Regions from separate parts of the Mus musculus genome. Here all the other regions are linked to region 2. The links are chromatin contacts, called in public Hi-C maps. All regions are on one chromosome and are shown on one strand. The core of a region is the stretch at or near the end of the contact, and the rest is flanking DNA. Distances in the headings are between cores, read along the strand shown. Region 1 has its middle 65 kb from the start of 6820426E19Rik. Region 2 has its middle 81 kb from the start of 2810048H02Rik. Region 3 has its middle 7.0 kb from the start of Gm36788.

Evidence for each region. A called contact is a pair of places that touch in the nucleus more often than the background predicts.
Region 1: a contact with region 2 is called in a Hi-C map of uterus, with 4 times the contacts expected there. The contact joins two enhancer-like sites. A contact is called at or near these places in 1 of 15 datasets of contacts at CTCF or cohesin (the NIH/3T3 cell line) and 2 of 484 Hi-C or Micro-C datasets (cortical neurons and uterus).
Region 3: a Hi-C map of uterus shows a contact between it and region 2, with 4 times the contacts expected there. The contact joins two enhancer-like sites. A contact is called at or near these places in 7 of 39 promoter capture datasets (the 3T3-L1 cell line, cranial neural crest, frontonasal cranial neural crest and 2 more), 2 of 15 datasets of contacts at CTCF or cohesin (both in the NIH/3T3 cell line), 26 of 484 Hi-C or Micro-C datasets (the Patski cell line, adipose-derived mesenchymal stem cells, brown adipocytes and 10 more), 2 of 115 datasets of contacts at active chromatin or transcription factors (embryonic fibroblasts and embryonic stem cells) and 1 of 9 other capture datasets (embryonic stem cells).

What each region holds. Positions count from the first base shown.
Region 1 is chr6:117,428,008-117,432,129 of GRCm38.p6, reverse strand. No RefSeq gene overlaps it. Among named protein-coding and RNA genes, the nearest start is that of 6820426E19Rik, 65 kb to the left of the region's middle. Within about 2 kb of position 2,104, at least 117 of the 459 cell types and tissues checked have an H3K27ac peak or open chromatin away from gene starts, as enhancers often do. A contact at or near this core is called in the NIH/3T3 cell line and uterus, where this site is marked.
Region 2 is chr6:117,069,852-117,073,803 of GRCm38.p6, reverse strand. No RefSeq gene overlaps it. Among named protein-coding and RNA genes, the nearest start is that of 2810048H02Rik, 81 kb to the left of the region's middle. Within about 2 kb of position 2,328, at least 36 of the 459 cell types and tissues checked have an H3K27ac peak or open chromatin away from gene starts, as enhancers often do. A contact at or near this core is called in the NIH/3T3 cell line and uterus, where this site is marked.
Region 3 is chr6:116,766,343-116,770,050 of GRCm38.p6, reverse strand. No RefSeq gene overlaps it. Among named protein-coding and RNA genes, the nearest start is that of Gm36788, 7.0 kb to the left of the region's middle. Within about 2 kb of position 2,155, at least 14 of the 459 cell types and tissues checked have an H3K27ac peak or open chromatin away from gene starts, as enhancers often do. A contact at or near this core is called in uterus, where this site is marked.

The DNA.
Region 1 (4,122 bases), core at 855-3,354, 360 kb before region 2:
CACGAATGATAGCAGGAAACTTAGGGCCCCAAACCATTACCATCTGTGATGCATGCTCCAGACACACACCCTGTGATATTTGGAGTTTCAAGTGTATTGATTATGTGGAGTATTATCCAGCCATCACCGGACTCTGCAGTGACAAAATTGGTACTAACAGCAGTGTGGCCAGTTTCTACTTCCCAGATGAGGTAACAGATGTGAACAGTGTAAGTTAATTACAGCCTTGACTTGAGTCTGTGTGCCTCTATGTGCTCATAGGATTGCCTCTGATTATTGCTGTCTGTCATTCGAGACATCAGGGCTGTATGCTCGACACACAGGCAAGCCTGAATCACAGCTTCATTGCAGAGTGGGTTTGCAGCTCCTGATAGCTGCATGCTTGCGGAAGTAAAGAGTCGATGTGCTCTCTGTGGTTTCCGGTGCTTGTGGTCATGCCCTGATGCAGCTGAGTAAGCACCGGTGCCTGGGCCCTAAGGCACCATACACTGTGGGGTCACACCATGTGGAAGGCGCAGTCCTAAGACACCATGCACTGTGCTCCACACTGTGTGATCTACAAGTTTAAGCATCTGACAGGTGTTTATTTGCTCCAGAGCCGAAGACTGAATTTAAAGTCTCTCTGGAAGGACCACCCAGATCTCCTCTTCTCTGGAGTTCATTTGCAGAGTGGCCATTGCAGGGGATGTCAGCCAGGGGGCAGTGAATTTGGCTTCCCTCCAGGCCTTTCAAGCAGGAAGTACTTTGACAAGAGTTTCACCAGTCCTTTCTAATTTCCTCATGCTAAAAGAGATGTGAAACCTGCAATGGGCTCCTCTTTGAGGGACAAGCAAGAGTCAGTGAGGGGGGCATCCAAGGAGGACGGGTCACCACTTCGTGGGCCTTGCAGGAGGACTGAATGAGAGAATGAGCACACAGGTGGTGGGGTGGTGGTGAACAATGGAAGTACCTCTGAGGGTGGTGGTGACATCAGGCTGTATGTGAGTGCTGTCTGTTGGATCCAATTGCTGAGTGAGCGCAGTGAGTCACTTGGCTAGCATAAGTTAGTTGGAGAAGCAGCCTAGAGAAATCAGAGTCTGCGGGAGAACGTGGGCAGCTTGCCGTGCTTTAAGTCATTCGGGTGGTGTGGTGACGGAGGAGAGCCAGCAGCAGGGCCCAGAAAACTATGAGACAGACACACCTGGTGACCGAGTTTAGGGGGTATGCATGGCTTGCAATATAAATAAATAAATAAATAAATAATCAAGTACCCTCCCACCTGGAGGCATTTGCAATGTCTGCTTGGTTGTCATCACTGAGGAAGAGGTACTGTTGGCATCTATTCGTAGGAACCAAGGATGCTATTAACAGTCTGTAGTGCTCCAAAAGTCTCCAAGCAAAGAACTGTCATTGTGTCTGCAGTAGCCAGAAGAAATCAAGTCGGTTCTGAGTTCAAAACCAGTCAAGACTGCATGATGAAACTTCGTCTCAAACCCCAAGAACAAAAACAACAGTGACAGAACCAAGTTAAAATGGACTTAAACACCACCACCACCACCACCAACAACAACAACAACACTACCCAGGCTTAAGGCCGTGATGGTGAATGTTCCCCTCAGCAAATCATGCCTACTTACATTTCTATCTACCAGCTGCATTATCCACATCTGAGATGCATGCTCTCCTTACAAAGAGGCTAACACGGTGTGCTGTGGGAGAGCTTAGCCACAGCCACACTAACTCTGCCTGTGGAGGGCCAGGTTCTTTCTCTCATGCCAGCTCCCTGAGGGTCCATCCAACCTTCAGAAAACGGGGAAAGCATCACATTGTCTGGTACTGGTTAGTCTGCATCCAGTCCTTCAGTGAAGCCAGCCCAGTGCCTTGTCCACTAAAAGCAATTAGTGGACGTTAACTACAACTAGCTGTGGCCATTGAGGCCACTGAACACTCCATTCTCCAGTTTAGCAGCTAAGTCCTATGAACTTCCAGGCCTCTTTTCTGTTGGAGAATCTCCTAGGAGGAAAGGCAGAGCTCCTTTAGTTTCCCTGTCTCATGCTTTGCCTCCCTGAGACTCCAGCAGTTTCTCATGTTTATGGCCTTTCAATGCCACTGGAAACACTTCTTAGCCATCTGTTCTGTCATCCCTGTTCACCTCCAAACACTTGCTGTGTGCTTCTGTGGGCTCCGTAGGGCGTTCAAAACATGGGCTGTATTTTCCACTTCTTGAGAAACGCTACATGGTGGTACTGACCCAGCCCTCATTGGGGTAATGAGGCAGGTGGGTGGACACAGTCCTGAGAGCTGGATTGAACGCTATGGTGAGAACAGGCAGGTTCTAGGGTAAGCTGGGGGACAAAAGGCTCACTGTGTCTGCCAGAAAGGCAAGGGACAGTGTGGAGGAGGGTTACATTTTTAACTGGCTTCAAAAAGCACAGGAGGTGACCAGATGGACTGGTGAGCCTCGAGGGGATTCTTTCTCCACCTTTTAGCCAAGAAAGGGCTGCGGCATGCGCACAGCTTCCCACGGCGTTCACATCCTGGAATTATGGAGAATTACCCAGCTCCCTGGACTCCGAGGCTGAACCCCCTGGATCTCACTCAGCCCCATCACACCCATGTCTACTGCTCTCAGGTCAGAGCAGAAGTTCTCTTCCTCAGCCCAGGGTGAGGTGAGCTTTGCTGTGGCTTTTCCCATGTGGACAGCATCCTTATTCAGGTGCCAGTTAGAATGTCAATGGCTACCTTCCTTAGGAAATGCTTCCACAGAGCTGGGGGTAGACGGAAAGCAGGATGGGGGGTGGTGGAGGTGGGGGGTCCCTTGCTTTTGTATTTCTTACCACACTGTAATTTTGTGACTGATGAAGGAGGATGCTGAGTCGAGTCTCTATCCTTCTTTCTTTCCTTGAGGCCATGCACAGTATTTGGAAAATAGACCTGTGTCTTGGTGCCACCCTCTCTACACAGATGTCTTTCGTGAGTAAGAGCATAATAGATGCTGAATTAACTGTGAGCCGACCAACAGTATAGGGGCTTGATACATTTCTCAGAAGCAGATTTGCCCTGCCCTAAGAATGTGTGTTTCAAACTAGAAGTGCTGCTTAGCAGCGAGCATGTTCAGTGTGAGCAAGGCCCTGGGCTCAATACCCTTAGCACCAAAAAAAAAAAAAAAAAAAAAAAAATGAAGAAGTAACTGAATCCTTCGGAGGCCCACCAGCATTCAGCTTTTAGCAGTCTTCCTAAACACATAGATTTCCATGGTGCGGAGGGAATATTAAAGTTCAAAGCGACCTAGGAATCAGGTTGAAGATGGTAAGTGATCAGGTCTTATGGGAATAAGAGCATTTCTTGAATTGAGGCAGAAATGTCTGAAATCTGGCTATTTAACCTCGTCTGGGTGAAGAGGTATAGGGGTTTCACAGAACAGCCTGGGGTAGGGTCCTCTGGGATGAGGCTGATGTGATCACGAAGGTCACATCTTACTGCAGTGGCTGGATTCCATGACAACACATCTGTTTCTGATTGAGGCTGGGTCTGAGCGCAAGGCTTAGGGTACAACGCCCCCCGAAGGAAGAAACGCTAAGCCCATCTGCGAATGTGGATGCTCCACAGTGAGAGCGCAGCCGAGCCTGGAGCTCTGGGCAGACACGGGAGCTTTGGGGCCTGAGTTTGTTCTCCCAGGCCTCACATCTCACACGTGGAGCCTTTTGCAGCCTGCTCAGGCTCCATCAGGATTGGTGAGATGGAGTCACTGGGGCAGCTGGAAGTTGGAGATGGCCTTCTCAGATGGGAGACACCAAAGGCATTCAGGTGGAAAATTCTAGAATCCTATTAATACCACTCTGGTCCTTATGTGGCCTCAGGAGCCTCCATTTCTAGTTTATTCGGGAGGTCTGTGGAGACCCTGCACGCAGACATTGAACAATGTTGAGAACGACCTGGTGTGCATCACTCTGAGCTATTATTTTCCAGTCCGACTCTGGCTTCTTGCACGTGGTGAGACAGAATGACCCTTAATGCTTTCTTTTCTACAAGAAAGAAGGAAGGGGGAAAAAAGCCACCTGGGAGTGTGTTTAGAATAGAGGAAGCTGTGCTGGTGTGAGCAGCGTTTGCTTCCTGCAGGGCACAGATGTGAGGCTCCCAAGC
Region 2 (3,952 bases), core at 1,079-3,578:
TTTCATTTTATTCTTCTTTTTCAAAATTACTTAAGCTGTATGTTTTTTTATTTTTCCAATTATCAGGTGTTTTATATTCTTGTGATAGTTTTCACAATGATAGTATTAGAAGTTGGCAAAAACCTTAGGAGGATTTGGAATTTTTACTCCCAAGGGATCTTCCAACTCAGGAAATGGGTGAGCCTCTTCATGGAGTTAGGTCTTGTGTTTCTTTCATTGGTAACTTTTACCGTTTAGCCATAAACTTTGTGCATATTCTGTTGATTAATTGTTTTGTAAGCATTTGTAGAAGGTGGCATATTTTTAATTTTGATTTCTATGTGTTTGATGTGGAAGTATAGTCTTTGTATGTTTATCTTATATACTGTAACCATGACAAAGTCCATTGTTGTCATTCTAGAAGTATTTTTGGCAATGGTAAGGGATGGGTTTCTGGAGACAATTCACACCATATGAGATTTTTATTTCACTGGCTGGAAGAATGGAGAGGTAGGAACTGCCCTGTCCTGTCTACTCACAGGGACAGCAGGCTGTCTTCACTGTCAGGCATAATGTGAGCTGGCTTCTATATCAGATCGATCAGGCTGAACACGTTCTTCTGTTCTTTGAGAATTTTTTTTTACATCTAATGTGTTAGTATTTTCTAAATTCTCACACAAAAAAATTCTCTACTTTATCCTCTTGTAATATATTTGTATTGACATTTGTATTGTTTATGCAATATATTTGTATGGTTGTATTATCTGTAGTATGTGTTGATCGATCATATGTATGTGTTTATTTGCCTTGCTTTTGAATGAGTAGTTGTCTCATGCACATGTGTTCTTGTCAGTCTTGCTTTGCTCACTTCAAACAATATCCACGACAAGCATAATAACAAGGTGGAGATTTTCCCACCATTTCCTGGTGCTTCTGATGGGTCTATTTGTGACTGGACCTGGGCTTATTGTATCACTTATTTACTGACAGCATGTGGTCACTCTAGTTTTTCTCAATTACAAGCAGCAATAGCCCATTGTGAGTAGACTTGTAACTACACTGACATTTAAGAAAAATTTTATTATCTTTGGGATGGAAGAGCAAAACCCAAGAGATTTTCTATCTCCCCAGAGCTCTCTTTTGATCCTGAGACGAGCTTAGATTTTAGCCTTAATGTATGCACTACCTGCATTGGCAGTGTGTTTTTGGAGTAGTCTGTTCAAGTTAAATTAACCTCACAGAACAGTTTTTAACAGTTCTACTATAATAGAAGCCCACAGTGCATCATCCAGTAAGTTCTAGGCATTGTTTTAATTACTTGTTTCACAACAAGCCAATGAGGTAATGATCGAGACTCAAGTTACAGACAGTGGCTGAGAAGGATGTAGACACAGTCTGTGTGCGAGCTTTGACTTGCCCGCTGGAGAAACTCAACATTTTCCTTTTATTATTCTCCTTCTGTCTGAACTGGAAATAAAACTGTCTGCTTCTCAAGATGCTTCAAAGAACAAACGATGTAACAGCTCTGATGGCGTTTTTAAAGCACAACTAGCAAATAATATATTCACCATTTCAATCATTTTACTTTTCTTCAGGGAAGATCATGAACACCGATGTCACTTCTCATCATGGTATCCAGCACGATCCGTCGAGTCACTCTCTCAGAAGGTGGGTGGTTAAGACCATTTATTTCCCAGTGACTCCATGAATCACTTTTTTCCCCCTTAGAGTTCTTGACGTCATCCTTTCTCCTCAGGAGGCTGCCTCTGACTGTTCACAGTCCCTGTGCTAGGATAACTGTTTCTCAAGTCTCCCTAGAAGTCTTTCATGATGATCTGCTAAACACATTCCTGACATCCTTTCTGCACAGCACCCACACTTCCAAGAAGCAAAGTCATGGGGATGGCGTTCAGAGTCCGCAAAAACTACATGTAGAGAGGACAACGCTGATAGCCCATTGGTGGGAATTGGGAGTGCAATTCCCTGTCTTCACTTTTTCTGTATCAGTGATGCACTAAGTGTCTGTTGATTTCCACCCTGAGTGAGTCAGATGGCAGCCGGAGAGGCTATTGTTAGAGGAGATAAGTAAAGCTGCCTGAAGCACAACTTTAATTAATTCAGCATTAATTCTACATTAAATATTGAGAATAATGAGTGTTCCCCAGATGTCATTGTCAAGTGTAGGAGAAACAACAAACGTGTCAACTTAAGCAAGTTACTGGGCAAAAAAGTAGGGGAAAGGTTTGTCTCAATCGGAACAATCTGTTACTACTCTCTGTTGCCCAGAGAGACAAATGTTCAAGTGACGCCCACGCAACATCAGTTTGGCGCTCAGCATCCCATCCTCGCTGTGACAGCCCTGCAGATGGTCTGTGAGTAAACATGGCTCATCACATCCTTGTTTTAGGAGGTCAGCTCTCCTCCTCACTCACTCCATTTTTGCCAAGTGACTTTTATTTTGTGGTTGTTGCTTTTGAATGGGAGTCAAAATAAGTAAATCAATACTGCTCTTCTTTTGTAGCTGCCAGCTCTGACTTTCTCCAAGCATGCATGGGCTTCACCCAGTGGACAGGCATAGAGCAGGCTGCATGGGTCCAAGCACCCATAGGTTTAGCTCATGGAGATCAGATGCCATTAGGCTGCGAGCTGTTTAAGCTCCAGGCTCCCACCGTGTCCTCATCATGTTTGCTTGTACAGCAGGCACACACGGTCTTGTGTGCTTCCAGGAAATTTCTTTCCTAAATGAAATTCTATTCAGTTTTCAACATGTATACTCTTGTGTTATTATTAAATATCCTCTGACAAGTCAATTTCCTGAATATTCTTACTGTCTGTCATATGTACAAAGAAGAGAAGCCTATAATGGGGTAGCCTATCGTTTTAGTCTCACTTTACTTTTTCTCTTTTTACAGTTCTATTATCTTGGGAGCTTGAGTGATTGAATTTCCTGCCTTTGCAAAGGATCTGAGTTTGGTTCCCACTACCCACATGGTGGTCCCCAACCACCTAGAACTCCAGTTTCTGGAGATCCAGTGCCCTCTCTGGCATCTGAGGAATTGTATGAACATACTGTACACCCATAGATGCTAGCAGAACAGCCACACACATAAAAGAAAATAAATAACTAAAAAATCATATCTAATCCAGTGTGAGCACTAGGTAAATACAGTATTGATGAGACATGGCAAGACAAATGTCCAGAACTGATAGATAGCACTCAAAGGAAAAAAAATGCCAGTTTTGAACCTGGCAACATTCTTCAGAATTTTCCAGAGACTAAAAATTTTAGGCTATTATGGTATTGTTCTTAGACACAGGAAGGGCGTGTCACATGAAATTCATGCCATATTTAATGAAAGGATAGAAAAGAACTTAGACGGGTAGAGGGTGAGCCTGGCTTTAGATGGTGCCTTTACAAGTGGCACACGGAATCCACTAAGGCTTTTTTTAGAACATGGTGGTCCCTGCTACAGGAAGGCAGGTGTCTAGTGGGAGGGCAGTAAGTGCTGGGATGAAGCCTGGGGACAAGTGACAGGAAGCACAGGTGCCACAGAAGCACACTTCAGATCCCTCCCACTGTACACATTTTGAGGGTATTTTCATCAAAAAGTTCTCAAACATTTGTCAAGTTGTAGCACAGACTCATGGGAATGGGGGACTGTGAAGCTGTGGTGGCCCAGAAGTCCCTGAATGTATGGCATCAATGTCACTATGCACGGTAGCATCATGAAGCCCAGGATGCTTTCACTGCTTCTCCATAATTCTCAGAAACCACTGTGAGGCGGGCAGGTATTGGCTATTCCATTCAGTGGTAGAGACCTAGAGAAGTTGACCAACTTTCTCCAGGGCGCAGACACACTAGCTGGTTAAGCTTAGGTTAAAAGCTATACTGAAAACGGGGAGAAGAGTTTGCTATCTAGAACTGTCAGCCCTCTACAGGGAGAAAATCAGGAGGAAAGGACATATAAAAAAC
Region 3 (3,708 bases), core at 906-3,405, 300 kb after region 2:
AACAGGCTTGTGTTTTAAACGCTTGTTTCAAAGCTTGAGGCCTCTAGAAGGGTGTGACTGATAAGGGCATTCACTAGACCCTCAGTAGAAGAGCGTTTGAAGGTTATAAATGGCTCCTTCCCATTCTCCCTACCCCTTGGTGCACCACAACATGACCCGCTGTTCTCCAGGCACACAGTCCTGCTGACATGATGTCCTGCGAGTGCATCGGGCCTGACACCGGAGGACTGAAATCTCTAAATCAGGAACCAAAATAAACCCTTCCTTCCTTCCTTTCTCTCTTCCTTCCTTCCTTCCTCCCCCCACCCCCACCCCCAGAAAAATGACATGTGGTCCTGCCAACGTCTAGGTAAATAATACAAGTGGCTTTGACTGTGCTTTGCCCCTTGAGGGTCAGTCCTTGTCCCTGATAAAAGGCTGCGCCAAGAAGAAGGCAATGCCCAGAAGAAACACGGAGAGCTGATCGCTGCAGGTAGTGGATGGTGCGCATTTGCACTGCAGGGGTTCTCATGAGAAGCCAGTTGTTAAGTTCATCACCCTGCCAACGTAGAAACTTATGCCAGCTACCCATGTGTCTATCTCTCCCTCAGCTAGAGAAACAACCCTTCTTTTTTTTTCAAGAGCAGAAAAACCAGTCTACCTTTCTGATGTCACAAATCTGGAGTGCTGAGGAGCCAAAGAACCATCTCACTGCCAAGGCAGCCGGGTTTGAAACCCTACTCAATGTGTACAAGTTACGGGGAATGTGGAGGGAGATATAGCTTTCCTGCACACACCTGACACCCGCAGCTGTCTTCTGCAGCCTGTGCCTGGGGACCGAGTATCTAACACCTTCATCAGAGGCAGGTGTGGCTCATTGTTTTGTTTTGTTTGTGCTTTCCACCCCACATCCCATTTCAGGATGTTAGGATTTGAAACTATCAAGTAACATCAACAAACTATATGTGTTTTGGAGACAAAGGAAGTGATGAGCCCTGGACTTCTAAGTTTACTGGTATTTGGTTCCCGTTTCCTCCAACTCCTGCCAGGTCCATCCCTTCTTCCCATGGCTCATTTCCCTGATCCATCAAATCATGAAGATGCTCTCTCTAAGGCACAGATTGGCCTCCACAAGCTAAAGGAAATGCTGTCACTGTGTGCACCTTTAGCCTCATGTACATGCGTAGCTCCCACAGGCTCTCTTAGTTCCGTGCTGTATCTACTGACATTCCTCCCTTCTAAGTAAGCAGTGCGTTCTCTGAAGACCTTTAGATACTTACTCAATCTTAGCATTATGCCTGGTGGTTACTCTATTCTGAGACAGCAAAGGAACCAGACTATAAATAGGTCAGATCCCAGCCCTCACCTCACTGGCTTCTCAGGGCAGGAGCTACAAACCCTCTGTGGCTGTGAGCTGCTTTTGAGTCTGCAGGGAGCCCTTAGGTAGCAGCTCACACAGAGAACACTTGTTAGGGCCTTGGGTCTGATCCTGGCCCTGTGGACTCTCCCATTATGAATATCTATAAATGCTTACCAACATGCCTCAGCTGCTCTTACAGCATGCGTTGGTGTGCTTTCAAGGGGTTGGCCTGCACCCCAGCTCCTAAGGTCGGCTCTTACTAGCTTGAGATAAGTGCAGACTCTCAGCCTGTTTAGCACAGACATTGACTGCGAAACATACTTGACCCAAGCCAGTCCTTGCTTCGGTAGGCCGCTGTTGTCAGGGTTTGGAGGAAACCTGTGTACCCCACATTTGATCCCATCAAGTAGAGCCAAGACTTATGGGTGGCCTAAGAAGATCTCACTTTTTCTGCATTGTTTGATGTGAGGCTAGAACAGCAGCAGGCAGCTGGTTGACTAAGTGGGAAAAGAGTCTGAAAACAAAGCCAAACTGTAGAGAAGACAGCCAGAAAACTAGTGACCGTCCAAATCCAGCCAGTCTTTGCACATCTTTATTTCCAAGTTGCTGTGACTTCTGTTCTCTGTTTACTTGCAACGAAAAGCTGTGAGGAGTGTCTCATCCCACAGTCCAAGAAGCAAAGCTGTGGAGCAACCGGGATAAGCTTAGAAGTCGCCAGGGTTGTAAGGAACTTGCAAGAATTAGCATTAGAGGGAGGAAGCAAAGGGAAAGCCCAAGGATGAACCAGAGCACGCCGGGCCTCTGCCGCCCCCTAGTGGACACTGCTGCCGCCACAGATCCTGCGGCCCTAGCTCAAAAGTTGACCAAAGCCCGGTTCTTCACCGGTGCCTCGACATTCCAGACCTAGATCCTAAGGAATTAGTTACCCAAGTGGAGTGCTCCTTCTTTGTACAGTAGGAAAAATAACATCCCCTGTTATCTGTAAGACTGTAATTAGATGAAATAGTCAAGATGAGGTTAACGGGACCTGCCCATATGAAATAACAAAAGGGGGGAAAATGAATTGCTGACGAAAGAAGTTTTGAAAAGTAGCACAGACAAAGAGCCGCGTGATTGATCCACGTCACTGACCGGAGAGGATCCAGGCCATGCCTTTGAAAGTGTGACTGAGGAAGCATATGGCTGCGCAAGTCAGAGCGCCCACCTAAGCCCAGGCTAGGAACCTGGACAGAGGGAGCATTGCATGCACTGGAGATGCAGAAGCTCCTGTAAGCCCCAGAACGATCCATAGATGCAAATGAGGAGATGACCAGGAGAGCCACTGGAGAGGACTGGAGGGAAAGAGACACAGAAAGCCAGGGCAGGTCCTGGCCACTAGCAGGGTCACTGAACCATCAGAAACCCTCGTTTCAGGCAAGGCCGTTAGTAGTTACAGTAAAACGCAGGTCCCCTAAGGCGGTGGTTCTCAACCTTCCTAATGCTCTAACCCTTTAATACAGTTCCTCATGTTGTTGTTACTTCATAACTATAATTGTGCTACTGTTATGATCATGATGTAAATATCTGATATGCGACCCCTGTGAATGGGGTCACTGTGAAAGTGGGTCACGACCCAGAGGTTGAGAACTGATTCCCTAAGAACTCATACAGGCAGAACCTAGATAGAGCCATCTTGTCTGTAGCCAGGATGAGAGTGAAGCTCAACAGCAAGCTCAGAGGTATATGCAAGGATACAAAAACAGTCACCACAAAATAAGAAAAAAAAGTAATAATGTATAACACCCAATAAAAAGTGTCTGTGCCTTCCAACAGGCAAGATGAGACAGAAGCCCAGTGAACTGACTGCCAATGCACAGCATAACACAATTGGGTGGGAAACAAATCTTGGAAAGAAATCTACAACCCCAAATTAAGTTAAAAAGCAAGAATGCTCTCATGACTTCAGACCAGTCTATGACTTCAACTTCCCTTTTAGAAACCAAGACAAAGAACATTAAATTAGATATAGAAGAAACAGAAGGGAAAGAAGAAGCAAAATAAGATAATACATTACTACAGTAGAAGACAGGAAAACAAAAAATTATGACCTGGAAAAAATTTTTAGACAGTCAATAAAATTGACAAACCACAGGGCATGGGGGGGGGGGACACCTTTTATCCTAGTCCTCAGGAGACAGAGGCAGGAGGATCTCTGTGAGTTCAAGGCCATCCTGGTCTACAGAGTGTGTTCCAGGACAGTCAAGTCTGCATAGAGAGATTGTGTCTCAAACAAACAAACAACAAACCCTGATAGCCCAGTGGTCAGATTGTTGGAGGAGAGGGAGGAGCAAGAAGAGAAAGGGAAAGGATGGGAGGGAAGAGTGGCCCAG